Linked DNA regions of Anas platyrhynchos: region 1 is linked to region 2. Evidence: chromatin contacts called from public Hi-C data. All regions are on one chromosome and are shown on one strand. The core of a region is the stretch at or near the end of the contact, and the rest is flanking DNA. Distances in the headings are between cores, read along the strand shown. Region 1 overlaps SLK (STE20 like kinase). Region 2 overlaps STN1 (STN1 subunit of CST complex).

Region 1 (5,315 bases), core at 2,243-4,742, 67 kb after region 2:
AGCAAAGCCCTGAAGTTCAATTATGTGGCAGTAGGCTGCACAGTGCACATGTCGGCAGTGCTCTGATAAAACTGGTTCAAGCACTGTCAGCACGGACAGTGACCGGTACCACTGGAAGCAGCACAAGAAGCACTCCTCCCTTCCCACCTCGTACCTCACCAAACCAGGCATGTTCCCCGGCCTTCAGACTACTTTCTTTATCCAACCCAAGCAGACCTCCAAGTGTGCATTCCCACCAGCTTCCTCCAGGACTTACTCTCAGTCTCCTAGGGCATTGCCATCTGCTAATTAGCTGCTAAGGCATCCATTTCCAGGCAAGCGGAGCATGAAGTCCATCCTGTGACTCAAAGTGTCTCAAAACAAGCAGCTGTACGTTGGTGACTTGTACTATTAGGGTAGTTCCTGTCTGAGCCAAGGGAGCTGTGAGGAAGATGCAGTTACAGTACTGCATTAGTTTTAGAAAAAGCATGGAGAACACTACACTTCTAGAACAACTGAAGAAATCTCTTAAATGCACTTTTAAATTAAAAGACTGTTCTCTGTGTGCTTAGGAAAACCTTCAGGTAGGAAATGTGTGATCAAACCCGCGCTTGTTACAATAATTAGCCTAGTATATTCCGAATGGCAAATCAGAAGCCCTATCTCCAAATTACAGGGTTCTAACAGTAAATAGACAGAGAGATACCATAATCACTTTGAAGAGTTAAAGGGCAATTATGGTTAAAGTGATACTTTATTGGTGTATTCTTTTGTATATCTGCATGTAATCTGATAACATTTATTTAAATTCCAGCAATGGCAATTTCTACAGTTAGGTAACTGTTTCTGTTCCAGTTCCATATTACCACTTATTCAGCTGTACTGGAAGTTCTCACAATTTTAATGGAGTTTAACAGTGGTTAAAAAAGAAATCTACATATTTTTATCAACGAACAAAAGGAGAGATGAATTTTGATGAAGCAGGAGGAGGTTTTACTATTGAATTTTATCAGTGCTGCACTAACTAAAGCTACATTGCTCCTTCCTAGCCAAACAGAACAAATACATGTTTTTCAAGTCTGGCTGTAGATGGGACTATCAGGGAAACTAAACTAATAAAATAAGGAGCGATGTGAGTGCAAAAAGACGAGAAGATTCTGTGCAGTGTGCGGCAGAGGACAGATCATAATCCCTTTCTTTCAATTGCACTTTATTTTATTGAATTCTTACAAATGGAGGAGGGTTTTTGTGAACTGTTCTGTTCAGAGCCCAGCTATGGTTAAGGTACTTGTCCTGTTATAACACACACTGAAGTAGTCTGAAACTATTAAATTCATATAATTCTGCCTGTAAATACAATATACTCATCTCTTTGGATATTCCTCAGTAGAACTGTGCTTTAATTAAATTAGAAAATGATGAGATAGTTCCTTTAAAATTTCCTTAAATTTTTCCTTTCCTTTAATTTTTTAGCAGCTACCTGCAGACAAGCGTGCATCATCAGACCTTAGTATTGCCAGCTCTGAAGAGGATAAGCTTTCACAGAATGCCTCTGTACTGGAATCTCTTTCTGAGAAAACAGAAAGCAATGCAATTGAGGAGAAAAACAGCACAATATTTCCAGATGATAAAAAAATTGGAGACGAATCTGAGGGCATTAATGTTAGGAAAATGGTTGAGACCATCTCTGATGCTACTGCTGATGATATGAAAGTGCAGAATGGTTCTGTACCAACTGGTGAAGTTGAGCAAGGCCAACTATTGCCAGCTGAAAAGAGTACAGAAAGTCTGGAAGAAGCAGGTGAAAATGCAGAACCTCAGAAAGGAGGGGAAGAACTTGATACAGTAACAAAACCAGAAGTAAATGAACAGAACCAAAAAACAGAGAAAGAAAGTGACATAGGAAATGTACAAACAGAGGAAGATAAAGTTAAAATAATACCTACAGCTGCTAATACGGTAGAAATCAGAGAAGCCATTTCTGAGGAGACTGGTGAAAAAGAAGAGGAAAACAGAATAGATCTCTCAGAAAATAAGACTGAAAAGGTCACCGTAGATAATACTATAGAGCAAAAGGAAGATGGAGCTCAGGGAGAGGCAGTGACAGACATCATTACAGAATCTGTACCTAGTGCTGAGGATAAAGTGTCAGATGAAGAAAAGGAACTAATAAAGCATGCAAATGACAACATTGAGGAGATAGGTGGTACTGCTGAAACACAGATCATCGAGGGGGATAAAATGCCTGAGATGGCGGATAAGCCTGTGGAAAGTCAGGCTAAGCAGGTCTGTGAGATAATCAGCTCTGAAGAAACTCTATCAGAAAGCCAAGATAAAGTGATCAAAGCAGATGAGAAGTTGGCAGAAAGTGAAAATGAGGATATTTGTCAAATAAGTAGCATGGAGGAAACAGAGAGCAAAGACTCTGGAAAAGATGATATGGGCCAGAAGACAATGCAGGCCAAGCCTGAGGCTATTTCTGATAAGGCGGTGGATAAGCTGATGGAGATGGACCAAACATCAGAGGAGCACAGACCTGAGAATATCCAGGAAAACAATATTCAGAGAGACAAAGAACAGTTGGCAGTAACTTCTGATGAAATAATGAAGAGTAAGCTTCAAGATGCTGCCGATGAACAAGCTGATGACTCTGAAGTCACTCCAGTACCCAGTATTAGTATAAGCACTGAAGAAAACGATGAAAAGGTCAAAATGGAAAATCAAGACAGTACTGAAACGTTGCAGCAGCTAGAATCTGAGAATCTGAAGGAAAATGATGCGGATTCGGGCACAGGTTCTACGGCTGATAACAGCAGCATTGACTTGAATTTGTCAATATCTAGTTTCCTTAGTAAAAACAAAGAGACAGGATCAATATCGCTACAGGTAAGTGTAAGCAATAATATATTTGTATATAAAACCCTGTGTGAGTGCAGCCCTAAAACTATCTGCACGTTTAAACTTTGCTAAGAAAAACTGTGAGGAACTGCTATGGCAGCATGGAATATTAAAAATTTGTATAAACTGCAATATTCTGAATTGAACACTCAGTAATGTCTGAATGTTGTGCAGCCAAGCTAGTAGCTACAGAACTGTTAATTAGTTTCTTATTTTGTTACAGGATTATATGCTAATCTGTCTTATTAAAATATAACAAACAGTTATAGACAAGGAGATCTGTGTGTAGTTGTAGTTCACATCTGGTAGTCGAGAAGACTGGTTCAGTGCCTTACACTGCACAGAATCCCTGCTTTACCAGGACAGATCTCTGAGTCTCACGCTGAATTCCTGTCACTTCCATCTTCTGTTTCTCTGTTTAGAATTAAAAGATCTAAGGCAGACAGCCTCTCAAGTCTGTGTATGCCAAGCACTGTACTACTCCTTTGTACTGTATTGATGCAGTTATGCTGGGGTGAATGAGCTTATTTACATAAAGCACGTTCCAGAATATGAACTTTATATCTTTATACTGATATGATTATTGCCATACCACGATAGTAACGGTGTAATCACGGGTTTGAAGAAAAACAACAACAAAAAGGACGTGGCTATGCTAGCATGACTTCAGTGTATTTGCAGTAAACCCTTACACAATGGAGACAAAGTTTCTGCCAGGGTCTCTTTTGTTCTGTCATGAAACAATAGCAGCTTTGAGAAGTGGGAATCTTTCCAATTCTGTGAGCAAGGTCACATGAGTTGGTTACTATCATATAAGAATTAAAAACAAACCAAAAACAAAAAACAAGGAACAACAAAATGGCTTGCTAGTTAAAAGGTGTGAGGAAAAATAATTGAGTAGATGAGTTAGTTGCTATTCAGTTTCAGTACTGTTTTTCAGAATTAAATACCTTTTTTTATGACTGAGAAAATTATAGGCACAAGCCAACAATACTTGCAACTCTCTTCAGCTCTTGAAAATCAAACTGCATCAGTGTTTCATTCAGGGATTACCTAGCTTTTTCTCTGAACGGCAATTTAGATTATCAGTAATCAGTTTTCCTTTGAATAAAGAATGTTTCAGTACATGAGAATTTTTCTAAGTTCTCACTTAAGTGATAACCAGTAACCAAGAACTCCTGATTTATATGCAGCAGCCCTCCACACAAACATTTGAAGTAATTTTTTTTTTTTTTGTTAAAGGAATATGACTTAGATACAGAATAACTTACTGATGTTTTATTCAGGAAACTAGAAGACAGAAGAAAACTTTAAAGAAAACTAGGAAGTTTGTTGTTGATGGAGTAGAAGTGAGTGTAACCACGTCAAAAATAGTTACTGAAAATGACTCAAAAAGTGAAGAAATGAGATTTCTACGGTAAGCTTTTGTAAAAGTACATTTTACAGGAGGTTTTATTGTCTTGTACATAACTGATTTTTTTCACATTGAGTAAAAGCAAGAGGGGTAATGGTCTTATTTTTGTCATGTTTGGCATTGCTTTCGTTTATTTTTGTAAATAGAAAGGAATGCAGAGTGTTTCCTGATGAGATGATACAAAAATAGCTTTAGTGGACCTAAGTTGTAAATGCTTTTTTTTTATTATTTTTTTTATTTTTCTATCAATATTAAAAGTTCTCTTTCATTATTAGGCGTCAAGAGCTAAGAGAGCTGAGACTTCTTCAGAAAGAAGAGCAGAGAGCCCAACAGCAGCTTAGTAACAAGCTCTTGCAACAGCGAGAACAGATGTACAGACGTTTTGAACAGGAAATGACAGTGAGTTTTTTGGATCTTGGTGCTCTTAAAATGTGACATCCTGATGGAGTAGGCCAAATACTCACAACAGCATTACGGGCATTTCTTTGATGGCTATAGTTTAATTCTTGCTACTAATGGCAATATTTTTGTGTTATGGGATGCCAAGCTTGTCTGCTAGAACACACTTGCCAGTAAACAAAATGAAGGTGTTTTTTTTTGTTTGTTTGTTTTTTTTAAACAGAGTAAAAAGCGACAATATGATCAAGAAATAGAAAATCTAGAGAAGCAGCAGAAGCAGACAATAGAGCGGTTGGAACAGGAACACACAAATCGTTTACGAGATGAAGCAAAACGCATCAAAGCAGAACAGGAGAAAGAATTGTCTAAATTCCAGAACATGCTGAAGAACAAAAAGAAGGAGGTAAGAGACAAAGATGATGGTATAGAAAATAAGGAGTATGGCCATAGCAAATGGTTGAGGTTAGGTCTCCTAAAAGTCACATCAGCCTCACGTGCTATAATAAGTTGTGGAGGGAGTACAGTAGTCAATGGTATTCCTTTTGTTTTACTGCCAAAAGTGAAATACAAACAGCTAACAGGAACATTTGGGTATTGACTTAATGTAGAAAATATCATCAAATTA
Region 2 (5,300 bases), core at 152-2,651:
TCGCATCAGCATACAGTTAAGCAACCCAGGTTGAACACAGACTGCACCTAGAACAGCAGCAGTGCTGAAGACTGGCACTGAGTTACAAGAAGATCAGCTTGGTAGGTGACAGAGAGGTATAAGTAATAGTAAAGAAAGACGTAGATAAGCCTTTGGAATAAACAGACAGCACTTGGAGGTCCAGCTTCTCTTCCTGAAATATTTCTACTCTGAAACTATGAAATAGTCAAAGCATTGAATATGTTTGCAATCACAGCTCAATTCCTTACATGGTACAAGTCCTTGGAGCTACTAGGTTTCTGGAAAACCACTCCTTCTTCTTGTAGCATCTTTATTGCTTCCTTAAAAACACTGTGAATCCTTTTGGAGCTGGAGTCAGGTTTTGAATTCACCTGGATGGGAAGAAATGTACACAGCAAATGGTGAGAAATCTCAGCCCAACTAAAGCTGATGGCAAAAGCTCCAGAAAATTTCAAGAGCAAGAGAACTTCACGTCATTTTGTTCCACATTTTTCTTTATTTGGTAAATCACAAATCTTATTTGTTACATGCAAACCAACCTGTTAACTTCATCAGTTACATATGAACTAACCAACACCTCAGTCTTTAAAAAAATATAAATATCAGAAGCTTGTGGTTTCGTCAGAATTGTACAATCTCCTAACTGCTGTTTGCAGCTATGTGATTATGTACTGAAAGCCCCCTTCTTTTGGAATAGGCCTATGATGCTTACAGAGAATTTGACTGCTTTGATGGTATTTCTATGTTGTTTTCTGGGAGTGAGGGGTATATGGAAAGAAGCAAAGATCAGCGCTTTGTAGGGTGATATTCAAGAGGAATCCAAGTGCTAGGAATTGGATCTCCATCTCCTGATACCAAACTGAGGCTGTGTCCAAAGAAAAGAAGGAAACTGGTAAGAATAATATTTGTTTCTTGTCCCCTGCTTTCCAAATTTTTACAAGTATTTTAGTCACGGTTTTAAGAGTCTCTCCACAGCCCTAATGAAATGTCAGGAGAAAGAGCGTGCAAGAAATTAAGATAGATATATGAGATAGGGAAACAAAGGATGAAGGCTAGAAGGCAGGTGGGAAAAAAGTCTCTTGTGAAGGGTTCAGGACACTGCTAGCAGAGTAGGAAGTAAGAAAAAAAAAAAAAGGAAAAGCAGGGTTTGTTTGGAGATAGAGCAGAGCTAAGACAGTGGAATGACAGCTGGGGAAGTTGAAGGAAATAAAGAATCAGCTGTGGAGAGGAGAATGTATGGGCAGATAAGAGCTAGACCATTACATTCTTTCCCATCTTTATCTGTCCCGCTGTTTCAACCTTCCATTTATCTACAAAGGCTGCTTCAATTCCCCAATTGTTGTTTCCACATCTGTTGGGAACACTCTGTGCTCCCTGTGGTTTCCTTTGAGAGCAGAGCTGAACTGCTTCCCACAAGCGAACATGTGATGAATGGAACCAGACCACACCAGAGCAACCAAAGCAAGAGTTGCCAAGCCCTTTCTTCATCTGCCACCATAAACGCTCCCATCCTGTCCTGAGCAGAAGTATCAGCCTTCGTGTATCCTACTTCATTCACCAGGGGAACTCACAGAAATACTGGGAGTGAATCAAGCAACCACCGTGCACCAGAGTGAACTCACATGGACACGTGGTGACAGACACCAGGTTGGTAACGAAAGAACGTCCCTTCACAAAGCATTACTTCCATCCATTTGTAAGGCTCAAGTCCAACTCGGACTAGCTGTAAGCCTGGGAATTGACATGCCTCACCAGGAATGGTTTAGGAGATCCAACAGAGATATTGGCATTGGCACGCTCTACAGCTTTCTCCACACCCTTCCCCTCAATGTTTCAGCAGGCCATAATCACAGCTCTCTCACTCTTTCTTTCTGTCCAACAACAGCAATCTTTTTCCTCTCAAATCGTTAGTCAAAAATAATTACCTTGTAGTCCAAGGCAATTACCACAGAAGAATAGCTATTATTCTGTCTTTATTTGGCTTCAAGTTTTCTCCTGTTACAGAAGGATTTTAGTGTTTGAATGTTTGCTTGTCCCCTGTCCACCACAGCTGTACCAGTACAACTACAGACACTATTTTTAACTACAAACCTGACCTTACATCTGGACACCATTCCCCTCACACCATTAATACCTCCATCATACTTTATAGTGCTGCTTCTTATGAACTGAAGAAACAAACAAAATATAGAAGAAAGGGATTTTGTTTATTTGCTTTGTAAGTGAAGAGTGAATACTTTCTCTTAATTATTTTTTTTTTCTTCAGGACAAGAGGCAATGGGCACAAACTGAAATACAGAATTTCCAGCTGAATATGAGAAAACTCTTGTTTGCTGTGAGGGTGACTGAGCAGAGCACTGGAACAGGTTGCCCATGGAGTCTCTTACTCTGGAGGTATTCAAAACCCACCTGGATGCCATCCTGCCAATGTGCTCTAGGTGATCCTGCTTGGCAGGGGAGCTGGACTAGGTGATCTCCAGAGGCCCCTTTCAACCTCAACCATCCTGTGAAAAGCACATTCACATCGCTGTACCTAAAATGAAGAGGCTTTGCCTCTAACAAATGCAGGAATCTAAAGAAACTGCTAGCAAAGCAACCACCTCAAGACTCAGATCAATTTTTAATGTGAAAGCAAACATTTGGCGAGGGGAAAAAAGATAAAAATATCTCCAAAGAAGCAGGATAATTATTCAGTTTGGCTTAACACTGAGATCCCGTCAGAAAAGGGAGATAATTAAAAACAGGCTCCGTGTGAACTGACACACAGCTCTGCCTGGATGGATACTGAAACAGAATCACTAAGAAAGTAAGTCAAGAGATTGACAGAGAAGGCAGAGAGGCAGACTTGGGAGTGAGAAAATAAGGAAGAAGCTGCTACATATCAGCACCCTCTCATATGTGCTGCAGAGTCTGAAAAAAAGGTCTCTGTGGGAGAATTACCTCCGAAAAACAGATGAAGGCTCTTCCCCTATCCAGAGACTTTAATATTATCCTGAAATAATGGGAAAAGTTTTTGTGTTTTTGTTTTCTAGCATGCTCTAGAACATGCTTCTGCCTCTCTCGCCCTCTGAGTAAATCAACAATTTGACAAAGTTCTTTGTGAACACCACCTAAAGTTATTTGATCTGTTTTTTTGGTCCACCCAAAACATCTCCAATTTCTCGTCCTGCAAGTCCAAAAGTCAATAGCCCGTCTCCCTAATACCTCACCTTTCTTTTATGCCAAACCAGACCCTCTTTTCTTCTGGACTTGCACAATCCCCTGAGAGCCAGTGTACACCGAAGTTTGTGATTTTGCCTTCTTAGCAGAGATCTAGAGGAGGCTGAACGAAGGCAGAAGAAATTTGGGACAATAAAATCCTACCTGATTTCACATTTCTGCTTTTATTTCAGGAGGAGATGGAGAAATGCTTGCATTTCAACAGTTACAAAGATGCGCTTATAGGTGTTAACATAGCTCCTTCCAAATCACAGCTTAACAACCATCACTTTACTTTTACAAAGCTTATTATCCAAGAAATTCAAAGCATTTGCAGGTATTAGGTAGTTTAAAAGCTGATCTTAAGCACTAGTGAGATTTGAATCTGGATTTTCAATTTCCCTCTCGCAACATTCACAAGTCATTTTTCAAAGTGTCTCCCTTCAAGCATGCCTTAAGTTTCAGGTTCCCTCAAGTGCTGACAGCAGGGGTTCTCCCTGTCCCTCTCAAATCAGGTCCCTTTTAAATAAATGAAGCTGGACATCCAAGCACAGGACCACCCTCAAATCATTCATCACTTTTGCAAAGCACACCCCCTTACACCCCGCTTGGAGAAGCAGCTATTGAATAATGATTTATCACTACCCCCCTCCCACATCCAGCAAAGCCAACAGAATACTTGTCTCCAGAATTACGTCAATATTTTAACCAACATATTCCAGCTGGTGAGTCTCACATAGTTTAGTGGGCTGGTGCTGTGCAACCAATTATTCTCCGGTCTTTAAAGCAAAATAAACCTCCTGCACAATCAATAATAGGTCAAAGAATGAAGTGGTACAGGAATTAGTTTGAACACTGAAAGTATGTAACCTTTGGCTCATTACAAATCACAACACACCCTGACGGTGTTAAAGTTTCCTGGTATAACCACACACGTGATACTACTCATGGAAATTGCCCTTTGCAATTTCTCATGCAACATTTAAGCCTTGCTTTAGACAGGTGATAATTTTAGTAATAGTGATTCTGGATGTGTCAGCCCTGGGCTCCTATAATAAGCATTGCAATACACGTATTTAAAGTAGCAGTGAAGCTTCCTGAAGAGGCAGGAAGAGAAGAAAATAGCATCAAGAATGTATAATGCAAAGCACTGTGATATAGCTACAGCACAACGTACATGGCCGGGGTAAGTGTAACACTGTAAAACTCCCTGCTTTTTCTACTTGTCACTGCTGACCTTGAGATAATATTCAAATCAAGGGAAGTACAAACAGTAGGGTTTGGAAAGCATTACCAAGTCCAAGATAGTGACGTGCACGAGCTACAATGATAGGAAAACAGCACACACTATAGCTAAGGCATGGGAGTAGTACATCAAAACGGTTGATCAAGACTGGCTGGTTGCAAGTCAAATTTACTCCAGATCAGAAACTGGATGGATCAAGTTCACATGAGCATTTTTTTTCTCTAAACAAACAACAACAAAAAGCCAGGCCATTAATTGTCTAAGTCCAGTAAGTACACTCTGTTCTCTAATCACAAGATGACTTTTCCTTTCTTCTTGCTTGTAGTTTTCCCTGTGGTACCCACCCCTTCAGACTCAAAAGACATTTGTTTTAATGGAAAGGCTACCAATTAGGAATAGAGAGGACACTGGTTATGTGAAATAAAGCTTTACTAGTTTTAAAAATCAAAACAGATTTGTTAATTTGTAATTACTTTTAAAAATGTTGAGTTCTCTTACCTCTGTAACTATAAAACTAAAAGTTACCTAGTTTGAGCAGAGGACATGATTTAAGTTCTGCCACATGCACCTGCTAGAGGGAAATTTATTCTTCTGGAGGACCAAATGCTGGGGAACCATTAGGACTGGAACTAGATCTTCTAGAACATGTGTGGAACATGGACAGGGTTTAGATACAGTAATCCTGAAAAGGAACAGAGAGATGCTGCCTACCTCAGCTACCTCCTTCCATCTTCACCCCCCTGTTCCACTCCACTGCCAATGATTCCATAGCGGCTCACCACCACCCTGGAGGAAATTTTCCATGAGAAGATACCCTCCCATGTTGAGAAACACT

What was found. A called contact is a pair of places that touch in the nucleus more often than the background predicts.
Region 1: a contact with region 2 is called in a Hi-C map of F5 follicle, with 3 times the contacts expected there. The contact joins two enhancer-like sites. A contact is called at or near these places in 4 of 8 Hi-C or Micro-C datasets (F5 follicle, liver, skeletal muscle and 1 more).

Annotation. Positions count from the first base shown.
Region 1 is chr6:29,011,344-29,016,658 of IASCAAS_PekinDuck_T2T, forward strand. It overlaps SLK (STE20 like kinase), which reads left to right. Exons shown (of 19, transcript XM_027459886.3): 9 at 1,456-2,865; 10 at 4,164-4,294; 11 at 4,567-4,690; 12 at 4,914-5,093. Among named protein-coding and RNA genes, the nearest start is that of SLK, 31 kb to the left of the region's middle. Within about 2 kb of position 3,493, at least 1 of the 8 cell types and tissues checked has an H3K27ac peak or open chromatin away from gene starts, as enhancers often do. A contact at or near this core is called in F5 follicle, where this site is marked.
Region 2 is chr6:28,946,395-28,951,694 of IASCAAS_PekinDuck_T2T, forward strand. STN1 (STN1 subunit of CST complex) reads right to left here. Exons shown (of 10, transcript XM_027459906.3): 8 at 270-392. Among named protein-coding and RNA genes, the nearest start is that of SH3PXD2A, 17 kb to the left of the region's middle. Within about 2 kb of position 1,402, at least 2 of the 8 cell types and tissues checked have an H3K27ac peak or open chromatin away from gene starts, as enhancers often do. A contact at or near this core is called in F5 follicle, where this site is marked.